Regions from separate parts of the Mus musculus genome. Here all the other regions are linked to region 4. A link is a contact called in public HiChIP or PLAC-seq and capture Hi-C data. All regions are on one chromosome and are shown on one strand. The core of a region is the stretch at or near the end of the contact, and the rest is flanking DNA. Distances in the headings are between cores, read along the strand shown. Region 1 has its middle 25 kb from the start of Gm33622. Region 2 has its middle 5.0 kb from the start of Gm46788. Region 3 has its middle 21 kb from the start of Gm52536. Region 4 has its middle 44 kb from the start of AY702102.

Region 1 (2,885 bases), core at 139-2,638, 910 kb after region 4:
GCTTCCCAGAGTGGTTTGCTGGCACGAGTGTGTGTGTGTGTGTGTGTGTGTGTGTGTGTGTGTGTTTCGAGGCATCTCTCTACTACTATGAGGGGAACTGGATGCTCACTCCTGGGATCTTCAGCATGAAATTTTACAGAAGGCTTTATCAACAACAAAAACGATTATTTTCAGAACATTACTACCACAACACAGACAGCATGTCATGGCTAGCTGAATCTGTCCTCGAGATCTCCACAGCCTCTCCTCTCTTTCTCTCTCTCTTGTTCAGGTCCCTCTTCTCCTGGCTCCTGAGAGACAGGAAATGGGATAGAAACTACTCCTTCCCCATGGCTGTAATAAACCACCATGACCAAGGTAACTCTAGATTGGAAAGATTTAAAATTGAGCCCATGGTTCCACAGGGTTAAAACCATTGTGGCAGGAGGCATGGCCGGGAGCTGCAGGCATAATGGCAGGAGCTAGAAGCTACATGCTTATACCCACAAATGCAAGCATGAAGCAGAGAAAACAGACCGGAAATGAGGGAAGGCTAGAAACTCCCAAGCCCCACCCTCAGTGATGTACTTCCTCCAACAACCAATTGGTGCCCAAGGATTCAAACACCAGAGCCTTTGGGACCACAGACACCAAACGGCTGGTGACCGGTGCCCCGTGACACTGACTGACACTGACGTCACTGGTGAACTTCGACCTTGTGATGTGCTCAGCTGGAGCCCCAATGAAAGTCCTCAAAGACAGTTCAGCCAAGGTGCTCTGCCGCTCTGCAGATCAGTGAGACAGAAGGGAAAGCACGAGATATGCTGAAGCGGGTAGAAAGCTCGCCAGAAGGTCTCCAATGGGAAACAGTAGCCTGAACTCCCCTCCTCCCCACCTCAGTAAAACGGCCATAAAGAAGGGAGAGGGGGAACGGCCTCACACATGCTTGTAATCCCAACACTGGGGACGTGGAGAAAGGAGGCTCCAGGGTCTCACTAGCAGTCAGTTTAGCCTAACTGGGGAGCTCTAGGCCCATCAGAGACCCTGAATCAAATGAGAGGGTGATGATCCTGAGGCTGACACTCCACATTGTAACGTTAAATATTAATCCTGGTGGCCGGGTTTTGCTCGCCCCAATCCCCAATGGTTAATGTTCCCAAACGAAAGACCAAAGACGCACACTCAGCCTTTATATGTTAATATGCCTTAAATGGCACAAGAGCTGGGCCACTGCCTAACCTCCATGCTGTTAGAATCTACCTCCCGGCAGAAATGCCAAGTTTCTACTTACTGAATTCTATGTTCTATCTTGGCCGCTCTAGACCCTGTTGGGCAACCCTCAGGGCCGTGCTCTTTTGTCCTGCTCTCTTCTCAAGCATGGCGTCACTCCACACTCTTCCAACCTGATGGATCTCCTCCTTCTCCTCTCTGCTTCCGGTCCCAAGAGGGGGCAGGGTCCTAAAATCCCGCCTCTGTCTGTCCTTCCTAGCTATTGACTGCTGGCATCTCTATTTACCAATCAGAACCAACTGGGGGCAGGTTCCCAGAAGCTCCTTGCAGTTTTATGGGGAACATAATTAGCATTCGCAATACAAGCAGCCACACCAGATTGTCCTTCAGCCTCCACATGTATGTGCGTACACATTCACATGCATACATTCATGATGATTATATGCAGAAAAAGACATTCACAGAGTGAGAAATTGTGGGTCCACATCCGCCCCGCCACTGGGGTGTGGGATACTCTGCTTGGGCAGGCAGAATGCGGAAGTGCCAGACGTGGGTCTGTGCTCTGCCCCACTGCTTGGGTGCTGGGTGGCACCACTGGGGAGGTAAACTCAAGAAGCATACTAGACTGCATTTACCCTGCGCTGCTGCCTCAGATGCTAGGCATTAGGGAAGCGCCTAGACACCACTCAGGGGGTAAGAAAACACAGCCTAAGATGTGGGAGGCCGAAGCTGGGTTCCCTGACACCCAGGCATCCAGTTGGGGCCGGAAAACCCATACAGAGAAGTTGGGAATGAAGCACTCGGGTCCACAGGCCTGCAATGAGTCCGGGACGGGGTGCTCCCAAACTCATGGACACCCAGGCGCCACTGGCTCATGAAGAGTTGGGAATGGAATCAGGGCCATGGGCTGAGGGCGATGATGAGCCCGGGGCTGGGGAAATGGGAGCTCCGGCTTAGCTCTTTGGTGATTGATCGTCCTCAGCTTGGTAGCAGTTGTCCGGGAGTGCAGAGTAGCCTTCTGTCACTGTGGCTCTGTAAGCAAAGGCCTTCTCTATACTCCCCATGGTGGTTCCTGATGAAAGAGACAGTCCTTGTTTATCCATATCATTTATCAACTGTTCACCATGGAAATGGATGATGCCAACTCCTCGGGGTGGACCAGATAATAAATACCTTTTACAGGGAGGAATGTCTGGGAAGGGAAGCTTATTGGTTAAACCCTTAGGGCCTCTAGGTACCTCATGAGCATGGAGAACTCTGTTCTGGGCTACACGACCAACATGGGGAGTGTGGTCACGTGTTGCGGGCCAGGACTCTAGGAGGGAGCAAGGAGCGCCTACCTTCTCAGGTGGGTACCTGGGTGCAGGGATCTCAGACCGGCTCTACCTTACCAAGTTTCCTGGCACGGCCCACTGCCCCATAAGAAATAACTTTGGGGAAGTAGAAGATATGGTATAGGCTAGTGAGATGACTCAGTGGATAAAGAGACTTGCCATCAAGCCTGAAGAAGGCCTGAGTTCTATCCCAGAATCTACAAGGTAGAAGAAGAAAACCTACTCCCACAAATTGCCCTCTGACCTTCACCCTAATGTCCACACACACACACACACACACACACACACAAAAGAGAGAGAAAAAAGGAAGAAAAGAAAGAAAGATATAAAGATATAATACAG
Region 2 (3,082 bases), core at 233-2,732, 630 kb after region 4:
CTTCTTCTTCTTCTTCTTCTTCTTCTTCTTCTTCTTCTTCTTCTTCTTTTTGGTTTTTCGAGACAGGGTTTCCCCCTGTAGACTAGGCTGACCTCAAACTCAGAAATCTGCCTGCCTCTGCCTCCCAAGTGCAGGGGTTAAAGGTGTGTGCCACCACTGCCTGGCAAGGCTACCTGCCCTCTATAAGAGTATCCTCAAATAGAAAAAGTATAGAGAAAATATTTTTTCTAGAATTTCAACTCTGGGACAATTGAGAGATTGCTGAAAAGGAGGTGAGGTCTCTTCTCGCCCTGCTTTGATTTGCTGGCTGTTGGCTTTTCCTCTTTTAAAATCCACTTCTGAGTATCTACCTGCGTGGGCTCAGCCCCTGATAGGCTTTGTTCAAATTCTGGATGAAGATTCACCGCCTGCCCCCAGCACTCTCACCTAGCTGACTTCTTTGTAATCACACATCTAGGGAATAAACAAGAAGAACTGTGTGTTCGGAAGGAAAGTCATAGATCCTGGCTCGTGTCTGACCTATTCATAAGAAAAATAGAAAGGAGAAAAATATCAACCTTCAGAAGGTCATTGGAGCCTCCTGATATCAAAACACAAATGAGCCGAGTGTCTGAGGAAGCATCCTGGTTCATCAGAGGTAATTTTTCTAAGACACAGCTCCTTAAGGAAAAGCTCCCTTCGTTGCGATTCTGAATCTGTCTCCTGAGAAATCTTGGATGGCTGCTGATTCTTTTGCATTCCTTGACGCCCTTAACTTTCTGGCTGCATGTTAGAAATCATTTTAAATGAATTGAATAAAATTCACAAGTGTTATGTGCCAGCAGATGATGAACTCACAGGAAATATGACTCAAACCCACTTTTTTCATTTTGTTTTCCCCCCCGTAATAAATAGAAATGAACAAATGCGGCTTTAATGACATCTCGGAGCGAGAGCTTTATTGATATATCATCAGTTGGAAGCGTGTAACGCTTTCGTAAAATAAACTCCATTCTGCATATTTATAACCAGATTGAAAAAGGTGTGTTTGTTATTTTGCGTGACATTTCCTAACGATAGTGACGTTTTCTGTATGAAGATATACACGCGCCATCACACAAACACACAATATTTCAGCTTACAGAATGTTTCTTTGATTGAAGGTGGTTTTTTTTTTACTTATTTAGTCTCAATTACTTTTTAACCTGTGCTCACAAACTAAAGAACATCTCTTCTCCTCTTCTCCTGGAAAGCTATAATAAACATGCTTAAAAATTATGTCGTTTAGGAGAAAGTTCAGAGCCAAGTCCTCCCTTGGACCCTTGGGGGTTTGATCCTCAGCCCTAGCTGTGGTTTGGGACAGCTGGAAGTCTTTAGGAGATGCAAAGGACAAAAGGAAAGTGGCTTAGGAAATCCAGATGGGAGGGGTGGGATTCAATGGATGTCTTAAGTGGAAAGGATTGACCCAAACATTTGCATAGCCAAAGGGACCGGTAACAGACTTGAATAGAGATGTTGTTTTACAGCAGGGTGCTGCCAAGGTTTCTGCAGGGAGGGTCCTAAGCCGAGATCTCTGAACACATTAGGCCTGCTGAAGTAGAGCACTAAATGCTAAGAAATGTTTCTTTTCATGTGTGAGAAGGAAGCCACCATCTTTTGAGGTAAGGGTGACCATGTAAGAGAGCAACCGCTCCCCTGTCTTCTTTGTGACAGACAGTAAGCTTCCCTTTCACCTGGCCTCTCTCTCTTTTCCCACCAGAGGCCTTCCATTGGCTGGATCCTGAACATGAAGACTCAGACACCAATGATTGGAACTAAGGATATGCCTGTTCTATTGTCTATTGCTGTAGGAAAATGTCCCCCAAAATGCAATAGCGTAAAACAAAACACCTACCTCCTCTCTCAGCTCCAGTGAGTCAGAGACCCAAGTATGGCTTCACTCAGTCGTACAGCTGAGGTGAGAGGCTTTGGTTTCCAGGCAGAGCTTCCCTTTCTCGTGGGCCATTGTCCGGATAGCACTGTTTGCCTTGCCACAGGATACTTTCCACAGACAGATGAAATCAAGGCAGCTGGTGTCATCAGAGCAAGCCAAGGAAAGTAGCGGCAGGGGAAATCACAGCTTTTGATAGCCTAGTCTTGGTCTGGATGTCCTATCATTTTTACCATATTTGATTTGTTGATAGCAACATGTACATCCATCTACCATTCGTGATGAAAGAATTACACAAGAATATGAATACCAGCAGATGGGAATTGGGGGTGGGGGAGCAGTCAGCCATCTCAGAAACGACCCAATGCCACTGTCCCAAGCAGTACGATAAGATTGGTTTCAAAGAATATGGGTCCCTTCATCCCTGGAGCAAGGGGAAGATCAGTCAGTCAGCATTTCCTGACCTGTGAGTGGAGGCGACCATCAATAGTGTTTGTGTCCCCGAATGGATGTCAGTAGACACAAACATAGAGTTAGATGAAGTAGGCTCATGTTGTGGTGGCTCCCAAGTTTCTGTACAGACGGTCTGATGTTGACATGCCTGCGAATTTGAGGCCAAAACATCCCTGTAATATTTCATAGAACTGAAAAAAAAACAAAAAAACAAAAAAACAACAACAACAAAGCATGCCTTTATTTCCATGTGTGAGGAGTAAGAAAGATTTATATCCAGTCTCAATCTGTTTGCTATGCTGGAGGTAACCACCCAACTTTTATTGGTGTGGAAGGCTCTTTGCTTAGGGAGTTTTCCAGGTGGCTTGGTGACTGTCAAAGTGGAAGGCAGAGAGGGATGCTGTGCAGAAAGCCAAACTGCTCTGTACAAGACCAGAGAATTTCAAATGTCCACTGTGATGATAGAAATGAATCCACTGGTCCCCAGAGCAGAAGGTGAATCAGCCACGTGTCTGAACACAGTCACATGCAGTGACGGGGCCAGAAGGCAAGCTGGGTCAACCAGCCTCTTTCCAGGAACACATTTGCTTTTCTGAAAAAAGAGAATAGATACCATCTGCAGTAGAAGAAACCATCTCCTTTCCTCTCTCCCACCTTCCCTCTCTCTCTCTCTCTCTCTCTCTGTCTCTCTCTGTCTCTCTCTGTCTCTCTGTCTCTCTC
Region 3 (2,779 bases), core at 62-2,561, 820 kb after region 4:
GCAATCACAGACTCCCTGGAACCCACGGGAGGAGTCAGTGCTGCTCAGAGGCATGCATGCTGTGGAGACTTACTGGAGAACACAAGAAGGGAAAGCCTAGAAGATTCTCTCCCCCAAGGGTTCTGGAGAAGTTCTAACCATGTTCACTCTGGAAACACTTCCGTGAGTCACCAGTTTTTCGGGATAAAGGAAATTCAATCTGGATTGAGGGCAAAGAATGCCTTCTACGGCCAAGATGGGAGGTGTTTCCTGAAGAGCAAACAAATGTCCCGGACCTTCCTACTGCTGTGGTAGACAGATAGGAAGAGGAAATGGGGGCAGGGCATGCTGGAGTTCAAGGGTAGGGCCCTGCATTGCCTGTGTAAAACCCTGGATTCTATCCAGTATCAAATAAAACTGGGGGAGGGTACTGCCTTGTGATCCCAGCACTTGGGAGAGAGAGAAAAGAGGACCGGGGGTTCACAATTATCCTTGGCTACATTGGAGGTCAGCCTGGGCTACATGAGATCCTGCCTCAACAGACAGAGCGGGAGCACAGTGGAGATACTGAGCCGGCAACAGGATGGGGTCAAAGTTCATGCAGCGTCTGCTTCCCCTCTCCAACAGGGACACCATCGCCCTCCCTCAAGATCCTATAAACAAGTGAGAGAAGCGCACCTTGGTCAGCAGCATTGACGTTTACTCTGTCTTTCTATAAGAAGAAAGAAAAAAAAAAAAAGAAACAAAAAAACTTTTCAAAGTACCTGATCGTACTGATCTATAAGGAAATTAAAACGTCGCTCCCTCTAGGCAAAGTCATATTCAAATTTTTAAAAAAAATGGGCTTTTTCTTCTCTGTGTTTGTGTGCCAACTTTGGGGGTCATCCCTCAGATGCCTTCCCCCTTTGGCTTGAGAAGTAGCCTCTCACGGACCTATAATTCTCCATGTAAGCTAGGCAGGCAGCCAGGGAAGCCCAGGGGTCCTTCTGCCTCTGCCTCCCCAGTGCTGGGATTGCAAGCATGCACCACCATGCCTGGTTTTTCACATGGGTTCTGAGGATGGAAGTCTAGTCCTTGTGCTTGCAAGGCAAATATTTCACCAAATGAACCATGGCCTCAGACACCGCCAACCCCTGGCCCACCCCCACCCCCACTCCCCCACCCACCCACCCCACCCACCCCACCCCCCCACCCCCGTCACCAGTCTCCAGCCCCACCTACGCCTCCCCCATCCCTCCCCTGCCTCTCCCACACACCACCACCACCCCACCCGCCCCCGCATATTTTAATTGGAGTAGACTCTGGCTTACAGTCTTTTGGCCTCTGGCATCAGCCTCGGTTCACGGTAGGGTCACGTCCTCAGCACCCCCACCACAACCCCGCCTCTGCCACTGAAGCTCAGGTCTGAAGGCAGAAATTCTCTCCAATAACATCTCCTTTGACTTGGAGGATGTAACTCAAAATCACATCGGGTGGAGTTTTTTAAGTCTGGAACTAGGAAACCCGGGGTCACAGCAGCAGTGTCCCAGCCTCCTTCCACCCTGTCATTTCTCCATATAATTTTCCTTCCCATGACCATCAAGTGGTCCAAAACTGTTGCTGGAAGTACCCGCTGCCATCAGGTATCATACGATCCGGAAGAATGGAAGGAGAGAGGCATAGAGTCGGCTCCTTTTAAATATATTCCCACATAATTAAACAAAAACTTAGATTCACAGCCCCAGTGTGCTGCAAAGGACTCTGGGAGGACTTGCTACACTGGGGGCTGTTTTGTGGTACTGAATAACTGAAGGTCAAGTCTAGGGAATACGGGGAGGGGCGGTTTCAGGTAAGGAAATTATCGGTTCTCCCACTCACTCCAGTATGGCTTATGCCCAGTTTTAATTTGTCTTTCTCTGCCTCTCTTTAAGTGCTAAGAAAAATAATGAGATATCTAAAGTTTTCTGAAACCCTGAAACCGAACTCATTTACCTTTATAATTTTCTATTAATCTCCTCCCCGAATTCATTTTGCATTTAATTCCGGTCTCCAGCACTTTAATTCCGTCGCTTCAGCCTTCACACATTAGCGGTCTCCGTCTTGTCAGACTTTCTCCTCTCTCTTATGTTCATTTATTTGAACTTTTAGTGGTCTTCTAGCCGATCCTTTATCCTTTTTATTACGAGAGCATGAAATTTTATAATCCCCGGGAGCTTTGTTAGTCAGCTGCTGCAAGGCTCTTAACCCCGGCTAATTTATTCCTTCATTTTTGACTTTCAGATCTGAAGCACGCCTTAATATTTTGTTTTTGAATATGAAAGTAACTTTTATTAAGTAGGTTTATTGCATTAATAGATTTTTATTTCCATTTTTACAGTTATGTTTAAGTTCCCGGCTAGTTACACTACAGATCATTTTAATAACGATTTATAATGCGAAGTGATATAATTTATTTCTGAATATTGTAAAAATGCTCATGGTAGACTACAGAGAAATTTTATAAAACTTCACCTGAAAGTCACATCCAAAGAACATGGATTTTTTTTCCAAACTCCCCAACCATTTTATTGATATTTATTATAAAAGAAATTCCAAAGAAAGTTCTCTTTTTAAGGGAAAACAAAAATTAAGATTGTGTCTTCTAAAATAGCAGGCTGCAGTTCTATTTTGGTTTTTATTTACCTCATCCTGTCTCCTCTCTGCTCTGACCTCTGGAAGGCGGCGGGGGACCCATATTTCCTTAAGATCTCCATTATTGGAATGATCAGTCCTCAGCTATGAAAAGTCTTAGCTCAGGTTACATCATCAGGAACAATCATGT
Region 4 (2,895 bases), core at 340-2,839:
CATCTACCATGTAGGCCAAAGGTTGGTAAAAGCTCGCATAAGAGATAAATAAAAGGCATTTTAGTTTTCCTGGGTGTATGTAGTCCCCACTGCAATCCTGAGAGCCTTAACATTAAAGCGTAAAACCAACCATGACATATGAAAGCAAGTGGTACGGCTGAGTCCCAATAAAACTTTATTTATAAAACAGGCAGACAGCCAGGTCTGCTAACTCCTGACTAGGATAGCACTGTGTTAGGTGAGTCAGGCAGAGAACCCGGAGGAACTGAGTACCCGAGGTTTGACTCTCTCTCCTTTGGCTCAGCTGCTTTGTCATCTAAGCAAACACATTCACTTACCCAGGTCCATTTTTCTACAAACGCCCAGCCTGACACCAGCGGTACTCTGGTTTGCTTTCCCAGAGTGTCTCTGTTGGGGTTTCTATTGCTGAGCTAAAACACCATGATACAAAGCCACTTATCTCAGCTTACAGCTCCAAGTCCCGAATCCCAGGGAGTCAGGGCAGGAACTCAAGGCAGGACCCTGGCGTCAGGAACTGAAACTGAGGCCCTGGAGGAGACTGGCTTTCCGTGAATTGCTCTCCCTGCTTTCTTACAGTACCCAGGGCCACCTGTCCAGGGGTGGAACTAATCACATGAGCTTGGATCTCCAACATTCATCATCAATCAAGAAAATGACCTATAGACTTCCTATTGGCCAATTATGTGAAGCATTTTCTCAGTTAAGACAGCCTCTTCCCAGATGACCCTGGCTTGGGTCAAGTTGACATAAAACTAGCCAATATACTTATGTTTCCGGAGGGACCAGATGAGGCAACAGATCTCAGAGTGTTTTGACTACATAGAATATGTGTTTAAAGGGTACTGTTATAATTATAGTTTTTCTTCCCAGAAATCTGTGAGCTTCTAGAGACAAGCTTGTATCTTTTAACTCTGAATTTCTGTTTTTTTTTTCTTAGCACATTCACTTTTATATACCAGACACACTATGACTGTTTGTTAAATAAAAAGAAAGCTGAAGAACGGGGCTGTAGCTCCGTTGGTGGTGTGCATGCCCAGCGTGCATAAATCCCGGGCTGATCTCCTGACCACATGAACTGGGTGTGGTGGTCCAGGCCTAGAACAACTCGGGGGATGGAAGGAGGAGAATCAGGAGTCAGAGTCATCACGGACTATACAAGACTCTGTAGTGTTGGGAATTAAACCCAGGGCTTTATGTGTGAGGCAAATGTTTTAATGGGCTATGAACTCATCCCAAGAGATAGTCAAAGGGCAATAGCCTTTGAAGGAGATCCCAGCATAGTGGTTCGGTGTGTGTGTGTGTCTCAGGGGTGGGAGGGGAGCTTCCTTTTATACCTGAATTAGGCACAGGCCACACCCAAACACTTGTTTTCACAGAGAGATTCTTTATTAAAGGGGGGAAGAAAAGTTAGAGCGGCCACTCTCTGTGGCTCTGGCAGACACAGACCGGCAAATGACCTTGCAGGTGCAACGTCTAAGAAGAGAAAAGGAGAAGGGCTGTTAGAATGGCCTAGGAGGCTGTGCTAGGTTTTGATTTGGCATGTTAATTAGGTGAGTCAAAAGGGGCTTTTTCATTGCTGGACTTCAATACTTTGATTGCTGGACCTTGATAGTCAGCCTCAGGAGGAGGAAGTGGCCAAATAAGGGAATAGACCTTGGTGGCTGGCTTTAGGAATGTAATCTAATGGTTTTTAGGGAGGCAGAGGGAATGGGGGAGAAGGGCAAGGACTGCCAGAGGCAAGTTGCTCCAGCTGGCCAGAGTCCCTTCAGCCTTTATCTGTGCTACTGTACTCACTAATTTAGACTCATGATGCAGACATTTGAATATGTAAATAGTAGGTTATATGAAGCAGGGAGAGGTGGGGATGGCAGTTAACTGGAGAAAGTGTACCCTATGCAAAGGGACCACGGTCCTTAGCTCCAGGGAGTCTATGTGGCAAGGTGGGCCTTCCCCAAGAGTTTGAGAAGTTGGAAATCTATGTATTTAACTCCATTTCTTGGGTTTTTAAATATTGGTAGTTAATTCTCAAGTCTAAAAAATCGATAACCCTTGTCGTCAGACCAATTGGAACTCTTGTAATTTATAGAAGATATAAATGGAAGTCATAATTAAAAATAATTAGAAAATCCTTAGGTTTCACTGTGGTACACCCCAGCCTGAATGAACGGCCTCTCCTGTTGCTGTAAGATCATTTAAAAAACAAGGCCCTAGAGCATGCCCTGACATCACTATTCGCTGTTTTTCTCTTTTGTTCTGTTTTTAGTTCAGATCTTCCTCTTTGGGCAAGTCTTCCCTAAACCTGCCTGAAGCAGCACTGTGGGGCTGGAAAGTCATGTGACTGGGAAACCAGTCTGGAGCAAGAATGAGGCCGTTTCCAAACCCTGAAAATTTTGTCCCGAGCCCTGCAGGCGCAGTGCTGTCTTCCCCTTGCTTTGGGCCTGTATGTCCACTACATGGAAGCCTTATGACCTTCACCTCCACCACCCTTGAGATAGTCCTGTAGCCTGGTGGCCGAAGTATAGGTTAAACTTCCTCTCTCTCTGTTAGGACGTGCCCAGCAAGCGCATGTAAATGAAGCATTCTTGAACCTCAGCCTCAGCCAATGATGCTTATTCACTGTAAAACCCCTACCCACTCCCTAAGCTTTATATAGCCCCTGCTGACCCTCAGATAAAGAGAGCTTTCTCGCTGAAAACCATCTCCAGAGAAGGCTATTTCTCCCCCACTCACACCATCTGAGTCCCGCTAACCCACCCACTCAGCTAAGCTCCGTTCCTTTCAGTCTCGCCCACTGTGTAACGACAGGTGCCTGGATACCCTGAGCGCAGAAGCTGACCTGGGCCAGCATGGCATTTCTCCCTGTTCTTCTCCAAG

Evidence for each region. HiChIP or PLAC-seq counts read pairs in DNA pulled down with a chosen protein or histone mark. Capture Hi-C pulls out chosen DNA fragments and counts their contacts.
Region 1: an H3K27ac HiChIP or PLAC-seq map of embryonic stem cells shows a contact between it and region 4, with 8 times the contacts expected there. The contact joins two enhancer-like sites. A contact is called at or near these places in 7 of 115 datasets of contacts at active chromatin or transcription factors (differentiating embryonic stem cells, embryonic basal ganglia and embryonic stem cells) and 1 of 9 other capture datasets (embryonic stem cells).
Region 2: a contact with region 4 is called in an H3K27ac HiChIP or PLAC-seq map of embryonic stem cells, with 4 times the contacts expected there. The contact joins two enhancer-like sites. A contact is called at or near these places in 3 of 115 datasets of contacts at active chromatin or transcription factors (all in embryonic stem cells) and 1 of 9 other capture datasets (embryonic stem cells).
Region 3: a contact with region 4 is called in a capture Hi-C map of embryonic stem cells, with 6 times the contacts expected there. The contact joins two enhancer-like sites. A contact is called at or near these places in 8 of 115 datasets of contacts at active chromatin or transcription factors (embryonic basal ganglia, embryonic stem cells, forebrain and 1 more) and 1 of 9 other capture datasets (embryonic stem cells).

Annotation. Positions count from the first base shown.
Region 1 is chr2:169,004,539-169,007,423 of GRCm38.p6, reverse strand. No RefSeq gene overlaps it. Among named protein-coding and RNA genes, the nearest start is that of Gm33622, 25 kb to the right of the region's middle. Within about 2 kb of position 1,388, at least 17 of the 459 cell types and tissues checked have an H3K27ac peak or open chromatin away from gene starts, as enhancers often do. A contact at or near this core is called in embryonic stem cells, where this site is marked.
Region 2 is chr2:169,291,946-169,295,027 of GRCm38.p6, reverse strand. No RefSeq gene overlaps it. Among named protein-coding and RNA genes, the nearest start is that of Gm46788, 5.0 kb to the left of the region's middle. Within about 2 kb of position 1,482, at least 4 of the 459 cell types and tissues checked have an H3K27ac peak or open chromatin away from gene starts, as enhancers often do. A contact at or near this core is called in embryonic stem cells, where this site is marked.
Region 3 is chr2:169,099,258-169,102,036 of GRCm38.p6, reverse strand. No RefSeq gene overlaps it. Among named protein-coding and RNA genes, the nearest start is that of Gm52536, 21 kb to the right of the region's middle. Within about 2 kb of position 1,311, at least 4 of the 459 cell types and tissues checked have an H3K27ac peak or open chromatin away from gene starts, as enhancers often do. A contact at or near this core is called in embryonic stem cells, where this site is marked.
Region 4 is chr2:169,918,120-169,921,014 of GRCm38.p6, reverse strand. It overlaps a transcript of Tshz2 not described here. Among named protein-coding and RNA genes, the nearest start is that of AY702102, 44 kb to the left of the region's middle. Within about 2 kb of position 1,589, at least 16 of the 459 cell types and tissues checked have an H3K27ac peak or open chromatin away from gene starts, as enhancers often do. A contact at or near this core is called in embryonic stem cells, where this site is marked.